Regions from separate parts of the Mus musculus genome. Here region 2 is linked to region 1. A link is a contact called in public HiChIP or PLAC-seq data. All regions are on one chromosome and are shown on one strand. Each heading gives the region's core, a stretch centred on a gene start, on an enhancer-like site or on the middle of the called end of the contact. The rest is flanking DNA. Distances are from core to core; before and after follow the strand shown.

Region 1 (2,700 bases), core at 1-2,500:
CTGCGGATCATGAAGCAGTCGTGTAGCTGGGTCATGATATCCTCCACAGTTTTGGTCCTTAGTTCCAGGGCACCCTGGATCATATTTAACTCCTCCTTCACCAAGTCATTATAGGGCTCTGTCACCTTCAACATCTCCATCAGCTTCTCCCGATTGTAAACAGTGCGAATCTCCTGACCTAAGACGAAGTCCAGGAGTTTGCTAATGGGGAAACTCAAGGGAAAAGTGAGGAGCATAAAGACTTTGGTGAGAACAATAGTGTTGGCACCCACAGCCAGCCCGTGCCGGGAGCACAGGGCTTGAGGTAAGATCTCCCCAAAGATGACAATGCCAATGGTAGAGGAGGCCACTGCCATGATGCCAGACCCGATGAGGTTGTCTAGAAGGATGGTGAGGGAGGTGTTGACTAGCACGTTCCCCAGGAGCAGCGAGCAGAGCAGGTAGTTGCCCTTGCGCCTGATGGGCTCTATCTTGCGAGCATACTTTCTCTCCTTCTCAGTTCCACAGTTCTGCACGATGCGCAGCTCCATCGGGTCCAGGGCCATAAGCCCCAGGTTGAGGCCAGAAAAGATGCCCGACAGCACCAACAGCACCATAACGAGAAGGATGTGCAGCCAGAGCGGCAGAAACCTCCCATGCTCCTCCACCATGAAGAGCAGGGAGTCCTTGTCCGTCCATCTGGTCCAGGGCCCGTCGGCCCGGGGCCGGGTGCACAGCGCGTACAGCTTCATGTTCTCGCTCCTCCGCAGGAACTTGGTAATCACCACTAGCATCCCCGACGTGTTCCCGCGGCTCACGTTGACCAGCCGCTGGACCACTAAGTCCTTGGTGAGCTCCAGGCAGTTGGTGGAGTTGTGGACCGCCTCGGCGTCGTCCACCTCGGTGAAGGAGATCAGGTTGCTGGAGATATCGCCCAGGCTGTGGCCATAGAGCCTCAAGTTCACCGTGCTGCCCTCGGACACGAAGATGATGCCATCCGGGTTCATCCCGCACGACTTGTTGCAGCTCGCTAGCCTCATGCCTAGGATCACGCTCTGCTGGGGGCTGCTCTGGCCGCTGGCCGCCCGCGTCCATAGCAGCAGCAGCGCAGCCAGGAGGAGGCGCCCTCGGGCCGGCCAGCCGTCCCGCCGCCCGCCCCCGCCCCCCGGCGCCATGTTGCTCCGGCCCCGCCGCTGCCCGCGCCCCGCCGCGCGCCTCACTCGGCGCCTCCGCTCCTGCCCTCCTGCCGCTCCGCTGCCGCCGCGCCAACTGCCCCAGCCGAGGACCTGACGTCAGACCGCGCCCCGCCCGCCCCGCCCCGCCGCCCCACGCCCCTTATTTGCATGCGATGTCCCGCCCCTACCCACGGCTCGCGCGCCCGGCTTAAGGAGGTCTGCGCCCTTAAGGTAGAACGGCGCGGGGCGAGCGCGGGAGCCCGCAGCGGGGGTGCGCCCAGCCAAGCTTCCGCGCGGCACCGGGCTTCTCCCGCGCTCCTCCTTAGGGAGCCCGGCTCCCAAGCCCCACGCGCTCGGTTGCTTCCGGGTCCCCTGCACTCTGTCGCTCCGTTCTGGGGCGGGTGGTGCTTCTCCGCGGGCACAGCGAGAAAAATGCATTTCCTGGTTTAGAAAAAGAAAAGGGAACCTGAGGGTTCAGGCTGGCGTTACAGCCTCCTTACTTCTGGGATTTTCGTTGACCTTGACCCAATGCCAGAAATAGGTTGTCACTGCCCCCGAAGTCCCCCAGCCCACTCCTCGGTTCTGTCTAGACCCCTAAGGTGCTGAGGGACCAGGCTCTGACCTAGGTTTTTCACCTGTCATTTCTATTTAGGGATGAGTTTTCATTGAACATGTACTCTTGTTTCATACTCTAACGATACGGCAATGAACAAGCCAAAATTCTTGCACATCTTTAGTTTACAGCCTATCATCAGAAAAATGGCAGTAAACAAGACAAGCCATACGGGGGCAGGAGGGGGAGCGCAATAAGCAAGTAAACACACACAGGAACACTAAGTGTTTTACTTCTTACAGATGCAAATTTTGAACCTAGGCACAAAATCCTAGGCCTTTCAGATCTTCACCGTTAATCCTAGTCCCTGTCTGTAAATGGCGGTAAGAATGACTGGTTTTTTTTTTTTTGTTTTGTTTTTGTTTTTTGTTTTTTGTTTGTTTTTTTTTTTTTTTTTTTTTGAGACAAGGTCTTACATAGCCCGATATGGCTTTGAACTCTTCAAATCTGAGGCTGACCTTGAACTCCCGATCCTATGTCCATTACCTCCCAAGTGCAGGGTTTACAGATATGCACCACCATGCCTGGATTGATTTTATTGTTTAGTTATGGTTTTAGTTTTTAATTTGACGGCAGGAAGAGTGATAACACAGCATCACCTGGCTAAGCACGTGAGAACAACTGGCTTACACACCGAATATGACATAACAACTCTCTGTGAATAGTCTTTGCCTGTGTAGTAATAGTTGTTGCTGCCTGCTCTTTCAGGACCATACCCTTAACCCCAAATTGTGGTGACTGGCCAGCTGAGGCAGCTGCTTGTGGAAATGAACTGAGGGGTGGGGCTGCTGTTCTAGCCTTGAGATCACTGCTTCCTGGTCAGCCCCACTTGGATGTCATCCGGCAGCTATGAACTCAGTGTGTGGGGATGACCACAGCTATCCACCCACAGCTGTCCACCCTGTGAAGGGCAGGACACGGATGACAAACATC
Region 2 (2,730 bases), core at 186-2,685, 1.1 Mb before region 1:
CTTCTTGCCAAACCACCTTAGAGGCAGTCTCATATAACTTTTCTGCTCGTTTGAATGTTTTTAACTCTACGTGTACAAGTGTTTGTGCACCGTGTGTCTACCTACCGATGCCAAAGAAGGCAGCGTGACCCGAGGAACCAGAGTTACAGATGGTTGTGAGCCACATGTGGATGCTGGGACTCAACCTCAGGTGCTCAGGCAGAGCAGCCGGCACTCCTCCCTGGGCCCCCCAGCCCTCCTCCCTGGGCCCCCCAGCCCTCCTCCCTGGGCCCCCCAGCCCTCTTTATGCTCATTTTAAAAATGTATCTTTTGGCTCAGATGAAATTATCCAAGTGCAGGTTATAAAGAATTTACCAGAACTATGTCTTGTGCCTTTGGGCTAAGAGGTGACAGAGTGCTCAGTACCCAGCACTGAGCTTTGAGGAGGTGAGAGAGGCTGGCCTGGCCTTCAACAAGCTACTTCTCTGCTCTGATTTCAAACTGGAATGGCAAGTTCCTCGGGTTGTGAATTTAATCTTATCAGAACTGTTCGAGGAATATGTTGTTAGCCAAGAAAATAAAGTTCAAACCCTGAGAAAATGTTCCGTCTGTTTCGAAGAGAGTAGCTGCCTCTGGGATAGGGATGGGAGTGAGGGTGAGACACAGGAAGAGTTCTGCGGGAGCTCCTGGTCACTAAGTGAAGAAATGGCAGGAGAGGGCAAAGAGGGCCCTTTAAAAGAATGTAGAGCAGGAGAAGAAAAACAGCCGGTGTTAACCATGCAGGCCCCAACTTCCTGTGTCAGGTGAAGACAGATGGTTGTAGAAATGGCATCACGTCCCACAAAGGGAATGTTTTTAGCGCGTCAAGTAAATCCGGAGTGGGGGCGGGTGGCTGGTCCCAAATGTAGACTCTTATCAAAGGCATCCTATCTGTGCATACATTCCAGCTCCTCCCAGAGAGAAGGCCCTGGTAGAAATTAGCTCCAAAGTGCACAGGTTGGGGTGGCAGCTGCATCTTGTGGTTTTGGCGGCTCAGACCAGAGGAGGTAATCTATTTGAGACATCTATAGAAGAAAAAAAAAAATGAAGTTTGCTGAAGAGAGGCTTTGGCTCAGGGGGGAATGGGAAGTGGGGGTCTCTCTGAGACTCTACTCCTCAATCCTACCACTCCTCAGCCCCCTGAACCAAGCAAAGCAATATAACACACCTTGTATGGGAGAGAAGCTGTGGGTGGGACTGAAGGGGAGAGTGGGACTATCTGCCTAACATTGCTCCTTCTTGGCCTTTATCACAGAAAAGGGTCAGCCTCCTGCGGCTACAGGTCCTGGGGCTGATGGGCAACCCACCCCACCCTGGATCACCATGGCCCGGCAGAAGAGAAGAGGAGCCCCAGACCTGCCCGTCAACCAGGAAGAGAAACCTGGGTCGAGGATCCTAAAGACAGAAACTGGGAAGCAAGCCAAGGTGGCCGAGAGAGCCCAGGTTACCACTCTTTTTCTGTGGCGTTCGGGGTGGGGGTGGGGTGAGGAGGGCAGCGATCTTGTGAGGGTGTGGTGGGAGCAGGTACCGCTGTGCTCACAGAGGTCCTGCATGAACATCACAGAGATGCCGTGCCTACCGTGATGGCTGACATGCGCAAAGGCAGTACGTCAGCTTGTGGACCCCGTGATGGAGCTAGCTGCCTCTTTGCCTGTGTGGGCTGGTAGAAATGCAGTGGCGCCCGAGGCTGCTCTGGCCTCCTAGGCAACGCAGCTCAGCCTCTGGAAAAAAATTGAAGACAGTTAAAACAACGGCTCCCTTCAGACACACGCTAATATGGTCACCAGCTCCACCTCAGCCCCTTGTGTGATGATAAATGAAGCCTGCTCTGGCTGCTGCCTGCTGGCTTCCCTTTTCCCTCACCTGGGGCTGCACAGCCAAAACCTGGAGTTGCATGTTGTATTCAACTGAAAACAGCTCTCACCAACCCCAACAACTGTGCTGATGCACCCTCTGCTAACCAGTACAATAAATGGGGTTCTGCTGTCTAGGAAAGGGAGCCTGCGCTGCAATAGGACCTGCTTCCCTTCCTGCTAATGCAATCCTCAGTTGTGTCTACACAGCTGAAGACCTGTATGTAGCATTGAGGAGGGGAAATTACAGTGCGAAATGTTAGCCCATTTCAGCTGCTGCCATATAGTGTGTATCATAAAACCATTCCCTACGGCTTTCACATAGAGTCCTCGCTCTATACCATCTGGGGCTGAGACTGGGCTGTCCAGGCAAGCAAGGAGCCACCATGCACACGTGGGCTGCAGGAGGCTGGCACAAGTCAGCTCTGGCATTTTGGTGGGTGATGCCGGTGCACAGAGCCCCTTTCCAGAAAGTGCCAGCAGCAGGGTGCATCTTGGAAGAGACATTTTGTAGCTAAGACACTTGGAGTATTTACCCACTCTGAGTCTGTTATCCTTGGGCAGCACCTGTCATTTTGTGTCTCCGTAGGAGTCTGTGAAGCAGGGTGACTTCGTCCGGAGCAAATCTTTCCTGATGACCCCTGCAAAGCCTGCTGTGACCCAGAGGCAGGGGTCAAAACTGAACCTCAAGGAAGGGCTACAGAGAGGAATCTCACTGTCCCATCAGAACTTGGGTATGAGACTGGCTTTTATTTCCAAATACTTTGGCACACACTCATGCACGCGCACACAGATATATATATTTACACATACACACACACATATATATATTTCTTCCTATGATTGGAGTTTGTGTTAT

What was found. HiChIP or PLAC-seq counts read pairs in DNA pulled down with a chosen protein or histone mark.
Region 2: a FOXA1 HiChIP or PLAC-seq map of pancreatic cancer cells shows a contact between it and region 1. The contact joins the promoter of 4930556I23Rik here to the promoter of Cnnm4 in region 1. A contact is called at or near these places in 1 of 39 promoter capture datasets (embryonic stem cells) and 1 of 115 datasets of contacts at active chromatin or transcription factors (pancreatic cancer cells).

Annotation. Positions count from the first base shown.
Region 1 is chr1:36,470,147-36,472,846 of GRCm38.p6, reverse strand. It overlaps Cnnm4 (cyclin M4), which reads right to left and starts at 1,250. Exons shown (of 7, transcript NM_033570.2): 1 at 1-1,250. The coding sequence starts at 1,154. Gm33454 (predicted gene, 33454) reads left to right here and starts at 1,078. Exons shown (of 3, transcript NR_168706.1): 1 at 1,078-1,385.
Region 2 is chr1:37,613,212-37,615,941 of GRCm38.p6, reverse strand. It overlaps 4930556I23Rik (a long non-coding RNA gene), which reads right to left and starts at 1,435. Exons shown (of 2, transcript XR_373329.1): 1 at 1,375-1,435; 2 at 569-1,043. Cracdl (capping protein inhibiting regulator of actin like) reads left to right here. Exons shown (of 10, transcript NM_028096.1): 8 at 1,274-1,461; 9 at 2,461-2,605.